Linked DNA regions of Urocitellus parryii: region 1 is linked to region 2. The links are chromatin contacts, called in public Hi-C maps. All regions are on one chromosome and are shown on one strand. Each heading gives the region's core, a stretch centred on a gene start, on an enhancer-like site or on the middle of the called end of the contact. The rest is flanking DNA. Distances are from core to core; before and after follow the strand shown.

Evidence for each region. Hi-C and Micro-C count contacts between places; a contact is called where the count stands out from the background.
Region 1: a Hi-C map of muscle shows a contact between it and region 2, with 4 times the contacts expected there. The contact joins the promoter of Gusb here to the promoter of Chchd2 in region 2. A contact is called at or near these places in 2 of 2 Hi-C or Micro-C datasets (liver and muscle).

What each region holds. Positions count from the first base shown.
Region 1 is chr9:22,482,641-22,486,907 of mUroPar1.hap1, reverse strand. It overlaps Gusb (glucuronidase beta), which reads left to right and starts at 2,996. Exons shown (of 12, transcript XM_026400458.2): 1 at 2,996-3,232; 2 at 3,953-4,138. The coding sequence starts at 3,026.
Region 2 is chr9:22,336,522-22,340,984 of mUroPar1.hap1, reverse strand. Chchd2 (coiled-coil-helix-coiled-coil-helix domain containing 2) reads left to right here and starts at 2,145. Exons shown (of 4, transcript XM_026400404.2): 1 at 2,145-2,337; 2 at 3,535-3,775. The coding sequence starts at 2,288.

The sequences.
Region 1 (4,267 bases), core at 1,747-4,246, 150 kb before region 2:
GAGTGGGAGGCAAATGGACCGGGAAGTGCCAGGAGAGAACTGGACTGTGAGCCTGGACTGGACAGTAGGTACGCAGGTGTGCTCAGGTGTGCACATTTACCAAGTCCCCTTGGTACCTTAGGATGAGTGCATTTTACATATGTAAACTAGACCTCCATCAAATTTATCTTAAACAATAAAAAGCCCTTGGGAGTATTTCTACAAAGAGGAGAAGATCTTTTAAGACAGACTTTAGAAGTTATTCTTAGATCTTGTAAAATAACCTTTAATATCTAAAGTTTCTATTATTCTAATTGCTTGTTGTACTCGATAATTATTGTCCAGGTACCAATGTTAAAATACCAATTGACATCATCCTACACCAGCCTACGGCAAACTCAGTAATTTGGGAAGCTGAAGCAGGAGGATCTCAAATTTGAGAAAAGCTGCCCCAATTTGGTGAGACCCTGTTTAAAAAAAAAAAATTTTAAAGGGTTGAGGGTGTAACACAGCATAGAGCTTCCCTATGTTCAATCCCTTGTATGAAAATAATAATAATAAATAATAATAAGTAAAACAAATAAACAAAAAACCACTGTCCACCCAGAGGATGAAAATTGGCAGTTCCTTTCCCCTATGCACGTACGACTGTGAGTTAAAGCCCACAACTCTGTTGGTTCTCTTTCCAAACACGGGTCTGAGAGTGTTGGAGGGGCACCGTGGATTTCGAGGGGTAACACAATACTTGGAATCTGATCGGGTTGACATTCCACCTGTGCTCCTCACCAGCTCTGTGGTGTCAGCCAATTTACAGGCCACTTGGGTCTGGGTTAGCATGCTTGGAGAGTGGGAGTAACAACAGTAACCTCCTGGTCAGGCTGCAGCAGGGGGCTGGTATGCTGGATTACAACTCCCTCCTCTCCACTGCGGGTTCAGTGCTGGCTGGAAGGGACCCCAGGGAGGCTGGGTTTCAACAGGTGCTTCCAGGATCACCAGACAGGAGAAAGGGATGCCAGAGCCAGGGCTCCTCTCAGGACTTTCTGCTATTTACATATCATTCATCAAAATGGTCACACGGCCACCCCGATATCAAAGAGCGAAAGCATGCAATACTACCTTGGGCCTAAATGGGAAGAAAGTAAATACCTGGTGAACAGCACTAGCATGGTTAGCAATTATAATTCAATTTTAAAAGTGGGTAGAGGAACCAATAAAAAAAAAAATTCAGGCTGTGGCTGTGGCTCTGCAGTAGCACACTTGCCTGGCATGTGTGAGGCACTGGGTTTGATTCTCAGCACCACATAAAAATAAATAAATAAAACAAAGGTCTATCAACAACTAAAAAAATTCAAAAAATAAAAACGAAAAATGGAGAAAGAAAGAATGGATTTGAATTTTTTAAAAATGTTTATTTTGTAGTTGTACACAATAGTTTTATTTTGTTTATTCATTTTTATGTGGTGCTGAGGATCGAACCCAGGGCGTTGCATGTGCCAGGTGAGTGCTCTACCACTGAGCCACAACCCCATTCATGGATTTGAATTTTAAGAATCACAGAATTGCAAAATAGGCTCACTGATCTGGGGAAATTTCATAGAGGGCATGGGAAGGCCACTGGAGGGACGAGTGGAATGGCGTTGTTATGTCTGGGTGTCCACTTGGGGTCCAGGTTCTTGGGGATGTGAAAAAAGAATTGAGCAAGACACAGAAGGAATAAGCCAAGTGCACTTCATGGAGGGGAAGGAGGAAGTAGCACTCCATAAGGCAGGTGCAGTGGCCCACAGGGGCTCACCGCCCGAAACCCTGGTCTTTTATGCTCTCTTCCCTGTGGGGACAGAATTGAGGACCTTACCCCATCTGCTCCCACTGGTTACCTTGTGACGCCTGATTACAAGTGACCGGTTTCTGAATACCCAACCTGAGGCAGGAAGTATCACAGCGATAGGACTTGTAAACAGGGACATGACCCACCTCCAGCTTGTACCCTGCCTCTGCCATCTTGGAGTCCTGCTTCAGTATCTGGGATTTATCTTTACTGAGCCAGATGGAGGGTCTGGGGTCAGTGGTCGGTATCTGGGAAAGGATTTGTCTAGGGAAGGATCAATGCTTTGGCCTCTTCCCAGAGAGTGTCATTTCAGACTCGATGGATATCTCCTCCTGGGGACCTGTCTTGTCACTGGGGAAGATTGTACTAGGAAAGGATCAATGTATTGCCTTCTGCCTCATTCCCTGTCCCTGGGCCATACTGTTTGGAGTTTGTCATTTTCCATATCCAACACATAAATAAAAGCACATTCTGAAAACAAATTTAGTAAGTAAGTACCTATTAAGTGGACTGACAGCACTCTGTAAGAACTCAGGCCTGGAAAAAGATCTGGAGGTGAAGGTTGGGGAGTTCACGGGTTTTTGGATTTAAAGCCTCAGTCCCTTTTTCCTTCCCTTTAGGTTCTTTCTACCTGTCCTGTTTCTTCTACCCTATTTGGGCTTAGTGGTTGAACACTTGCTTGGCATGTCTGACGCCCTGGGTTTATACCCAGAAAACTGTATTTATTTTGCCTCATATTCTGCTTATTTCACATTGCAAGCATTCGGAGGACTGTTCATCCTTTGTTGGCTTCTACATTTTCACTCTTCTGGGAACTGCACTTTCAGCATCAAAGTCCAGCTCAGAAGGCTGCTGTGGTGACCTGAAGTCAGAACAAACACACGGAAACCTTGTGCGATTGGGCCGGCTGGGTCCAGGCCCCAGGGCGGGCAATGATCTCCCGCCTGCTGGGTTCAGCCCCAGGTTGGGCGAGGACCCCGCGTTGGGTCCCGCCCAGGAGTTGGGCAGTGACCTTGCCTAGGGTCCCTGCTCCGAGGAGGGCAGTGACCTCGCAGACACCAGGCCTGGGATTGGGCAGCGTCCTTGCAGGCACCCGGCCTTCCGCAGGGGGCGCCGGGGAGCTGCCTCGGCTCCGGGCGCGCGCCCCGGACCCGCACGCGCGGGCGGTCTCTCGGGGCCACGTGATGCCCTGGTCCGGCAGACGGCGGGCGCCGCGGAGCCATGGGCTGGAGGCTGGCGCGCGGCTGGGCGCTGGGCCCGCTGCTCTGGGGCTGCGCGCTAGCGCTGCAGGGCGGGATGCTGTACCCGCGCGAGAGCCCGTCGCGCGAGCGCAAGGACCTGGACGGGCTCTGGAGCTTCCGCGCCGACCTCTCCGACGGCCGGCGCCTGGGCTTTGAGCAGCAGTGGTACCGGCGGCCGCTGCGCGAGGTGCGCGCTGCACGGCGGGGCTGCGGTCCGTCGCGGGGTCTGCGAGCCGGGGGCCGCGGCGGCGCAGGGCGGGCGGGCTCGCCCCAGCGGCGGGCGTTGCCGAGCGGTGTCCGCGGCTCAGAGCGCAGCGGGGCGCCGCAGGGGCCAGCCTGGTCTTCTGGGGCCACCTTGGCCCAGACAAGAGGGACCGTGGCTTCCAGCGCTCAGGGAGAGTACGGGTGCTGGCCCCCCCAACACCAGGACCCCTGCCCAGCTCCCCGGCCGCGTGCGGATGCGCAGACGGGGCCAGCAGGGCGCCCGCGCCTTCCTCTCCCTTTCCCACTTCGCTCAGCAGAGGAGGAAGTGAGGAGCCGGCCTGCCGCCAGCATTACCGACCAGTCCAGGGGCCCGGCCCTGCCGGCCTTCCTCTCTTGTCTGCCGGTCATCTGCCTCTGAGTCAGGGGGTGGCCCTTCCTGCCCCTGGCCGAGCTGACCCCTGGCTCACCCTGATCCATGGAGATCTTGGCCCTGGTGCTCTCTGCCCTGAGGAAGCTCTTCTGACCACCACGGTCTCCCCACAAACCATACTGGCATTGCTGAGGCCAGCAAGTGATCCAATTGTTCATAGTCCCTTTTGTGTGTCAGAGCTGTGCCAGGTGTTGGGGAGTGTGGCAGTGCAGGACGGTGGGCCTAGGGCCTAGGGCCTAGGGGACTGGACCTGACCTGACTCTTCTCTCCCAGTCGGGGCCCACCCTGGACATGCCAGTCCCCTCCAGCTTCAACGACGTGGGCCAAGATGCACAGCTTCGGAGCTTTGTTGGCTGGGTGTGGTACGAACGGGAGGCAGTCCTGCCTCAGCGGTGGACCCAAGACCTGAGCACAAGAGTGGTGCTGAGGATTGGCAGCGCCCACTACTATGCCATTGTGGTCAGTGCAGGGGGCAGCAGGCAGGGGGTGGGCAGTCATGCTGCTGAGCATGCCTGGGGTTGCCTGGCTCCCAACTGTCACCTGATAGCCCACCGTCTGGATGGAACAGTAGGGGGACATTCATGCCCC
Region 2 (4,463 bases), core at 896-3,395:
AAAATAAAAAGGGGATGTAGTTCAGTGATTAAGCACCCTTAGGTTCAGTCCCCAGTACCAACAATACTGAGCTACATCCCTAGAACCCTTTCATAACTTTAATGACAGTGTACATTTCATCATATTTAACTTATAAATAATTCTATATTGTAGTATGCTTAAGTTGTTTACAGGTTTTCTCTGTGTTAAACGAACATTCCTACAGCTAATTTCTACAATCAGGAACATTATGCAATTTAAATTTTCCTGTTAGGGCTGGGGATGTAGTTTAGTGGTGGAGCTCTTGCCTATCTTTTAAAGGCCCTGGGTTTGATATCTGCCTCTGGAAAAAAATTCTGATGCCATTAGGTATAGTAACACATCTGTAGTCCTATGATAGCTTGAGCCCAGGATTTAAAAATTTTTTTTAATTTTAATTTGTTTTATACAACAACAGAATACATTACAATTCATATTATGCACAGAAAGCACAATTTTTTCATATCTCTGGTTGTACACCCAGAATTAAAAAAACAAAATTTAGTCGTAGATGGACACAATACCTTTTATTTATTTTATGTGGTGCTGAGGATGGAACCCAGTGCCTCATGAATGCAAGGCAAGTCCTCTACCACTGAGCCACCACCCCAGCCCTTGAGCCCAGGATTTTGAGGATAGCCTTGGCAAGGTAGCAAGAACCCTTCTCAAAACAAAAATAGAAACAGTCTTCTCTAAATGATAGTACTAAAAATAAAATTGTTGCCTATTGCCTAATTTGAGAATTTTTACTGCAATCATTGAGTCCGTTTACCTAAATTTCTTATTTATAACAACTTTTAAGTTTCTTGGTTCAAATTTTGATCACTGTAAGTGAATTTAGGTGGGGGGCTTAACAATAAGGGGACTGAACCAAGGGCAATCTACCACTGAGTCACATTTCCAACCTTTTTTGTAGGGTCTCCCTGCGTTGCTGAGGCTGGCAACTTGTGATCCTCCTGTCTCATCCTTTTGAGCCACTGCTCTTGTTTATGGATCTTAATACAAAAATTCTCAACAAAAAACTAGCAAACCAGGGGCTGGGGTTGTGGCTCAGTGGTAGAACGCTCGCCTAGCATGCATGAGGCACTGGGTTCGGTCCTCAGCACCACGTAAAAATAAAGGCATTGTGTCCAACTACAACTAAAATAATAATAATAATAAAACTAGCAAACTAGATTCAGCATTGTTAACAGTCTTATACAACAATACCCACCTCTTTTCACTCGTTTTATGGTTCTTACTAGTGGTGCCGGGTGTGTGGGGTTGTCATTTAGCAATCAGACAAGACAATAATGAAGTTAGAGGTTGCCTGAGTCACTCTGGCAACACCTTAGATCCAGTCAGTCTTGGCTAGCCCACCTGACCCACCAGCATCTGCTGCTCAAAAACAGTTTGCAAGATGGCCCACACCTAAATTCCAGCTACAAGGAATTAAAATTAAAAGGGCCTCAAATTTTAAAGGGCCAGAGATGTGGCTCGGTGGTTGAATGACCTGGACTCGATAACCAGAAAGAGAAAAAAGAAAAAAAAAAAAAAAAACAAGATCAGGATGAGGCAGCTAGGTTCCACGGGCAGGTCAAGAGCAGGGCAGGGCAACACCGCCGCCACCCGGCAGGCCCCAGCCCGCCGCTAATCTAGCGCCTTCTTCGCATCACCACTGCCTGACTCAGGGAGGCTTTGGGGTTCCCCTCTCTGAAACCCAAGCTCCGCGAAGGCAGATCTGGGGTGTGTGTCTGTGTGTAATTACTACTATCTGCGGTACTGCGGACCGAGCCCGGGATCGCTGCTAGTCACAGCGGGGTGAGCCTCGCGGCCCGGGGAAGTCACGCCGGGCCCGCTCCGGACCGTAAACGCACGGCGGCACGCAGAGGGGCTGTCGTGACGGACACGAGGCGCTCATGCCGCGCGACCTTAGCGGGGTCACACGGACACGCGGCTTCCTTGCGCTTGTCTCCTGAATCCATTCTCGAAACCCTCGCGAGGAACCCAAGGCCGTCGCCTCTCTGCTCGCGCCCAACACGCCCCGCAACAATTTCCGGTCTCCCAGAGCGCCGGCGCCCGCTCATGACGTCACTGCGCTGCCAAACCGTAGTGACGTCTTGCTCTTCCGGTGACCTTCAGGGCCCGTGGACGTCGGCGCCCGGCCCCCGCCTACGCGCTGATTGGTTGCGCCCCGGGCAGCCCCATCCCCAGCTTCCGCTAGCCTTCGGAGGTGGTCACCTGCGCACTGCATTTCGCCTTCTGGACACCGAGCCGTCGGGAACTTACCATGCCGCGTGGAAGCCGGAGCCGCACTTCGCGCGTGGCTCCCCCAGCCAGGTGAGGCTCCGCGGGGCGCGAGGCCCCCGCCTGGACGCCCGGCTGCTGGCTGCGGGACGCGGGGTCGCGGGGCGGGCGGGTTAGGGTGCGGGGAGCGCAGGACACGGGGTCTCCTGTTGTGGTGCGGGACTCGCCGGTGCGGCTGTCACGCCGGGGCGGGAGCTCCCCCGGGCGCTCCGCGGCAGGGACTTGCGGGGAGGGGACCCGAAGGCTCCGAGGGCCTGACCTGAGCTAAAGGTGGCGCAGCGGTGTTTGACGCTCCGGTGGGAATGCTGGGAGCGCCGGTGGCCGCGGGTGGGAGCCCCGGTACGTGCTGCAGCCCGGCAGTCGCCGGCGCTGGCCGCCTTCCAGTCCAAAACGAGATGCCAGCCCAAACTTCTCCCCAGCCGAGTCTCCTGTGGTTTGAGGAAGGGTCTCGCCGTGTTGCCCAGGTTGCTCCCGCACTCGTCCCGAGCGACCCTCGGGTTCGGTTTCCTGGGGACAGCCCAGGGCTAGAGCCTTCCAATGTAGCTGGCACGGTGAGGCTCTCTTTGGTTCTACTGAGATTCTGATATCCCCCAACATAGCCTCTCTAAAGAAATTTTCTCCTGGCCAGGCACCTGTAATCCCAGCGACTCTGGGGGCTGAGGCAGGAGGATGGCAAGTTAAAGGCCAGCTTCAGCAATTTAGCAAGTTTGGAAGTAAAGAATAAAGCACCCCCCCCCCCGATTCAATCCCCAGTGCAAACAAAAGAAAATGAATTTATTCCTTAATATTTAATATAACTTAATTTTTTTTAGCCCACTGTATCAAAAGGCATCATGACATTTTAAATTATATGAAGTAATTCTTGGAAGTTTCAGTAGAACTTAAGCTCCACCAAGGCAGAGGTTTTTGCCTCTGTTATATTCCCAGCCTCTGCAATACTGCTGCCTAATGTTTGAGTAGATGAATTCTAGGTTTTTTTCTTCCTTCATTGTCTTTTCTTGGTGGCACCAAAGACTGATGCAGGTGCTTTAGTGCTGAGCTTCCCCGCCCTTTTACTTTTTTCATTATGAATGTTGGAATAAATGTGTTTTGAAAAGATTCTGTGACCTATATGAAAACTTTGAAATGGTTGCAGGAGTGGGGATGGGAAGAGAGTTCATTTTTAAGTTGACAGTTCACAAAACCAGTTAGAAGTACTTCATCCTTGTTCCTTGTTCCTTTTTCTCACAGCCGGGCCCCTCAGATGAGGGCTGCACCCAGGCCAGCACCAGCAGCTCAGCCACCAGCTGCAGCCCCACCATCTGCAGTGGGGTCTCCTGCTGCAGCACCCCGGCAGCCAGGTCTGATGGCCCAGATGGCAACCACTGCAGCTGGTGTGGCAGTGGGCTCTGCTGTTGGGCACACACTGGGCCATGCCATCACTGGAGGCTTCAGTGGAGGAGAGCCCGCAAAGCCTGATATCACTTACCAGGTATGTTTGGAGAAAATATAATTGTTTATAAGTTCTTTATGCCTAGGAATTGTCTTTAAGGTTAGAATCTACAATACCATTAATAGAAAGTGTGTTGTCAAAAGCCCTATTAGTGATTCAGACCAACACCAACAAGTACTGTATAAATTGTGTTTCTTCCCAAGGTGTACAGTTGGGACAGTCCAGCCTGACTCCCTGTAAAATAGCCATTTTCCCCTTCAAATATTTAATCTCAATGATTTTTCTTATTAATCTAATCTCAATATTAAGTAATCAAAAATTTGCTTTGTGATCCCTTGCCTGATATTTTCCAGCACCTCTCTGAAGTGTGTGGATTTTCTTTACTAATGAATACAAGTTGGGACTCTATAATTCTGGTGTTCTTGAAACTCACCCCTATTTTTCCCATAGTAGTCCCATTTTTCCTCCATCGAGTTTCATTGGAACTTTCTTTCTTTCTTTTTTTTTTGCCTGTGTGGGTATTGTACTGGGCTACCTCCCCGGTATGTTTTATTTGTATTCTGTTCATTTAGTAGGGCCTCACACATGCTGGGCAGATGTTTTATCACTGAACTGTAACCACAGCCCCATTTAATCTTGATGTGCCCAGATAACCATTCTGCCTTATTTGCTTTTGTGTTCATGAAACTTTCTTATTGCAGCTGAAGTTTTATTAAAATTCACTTGC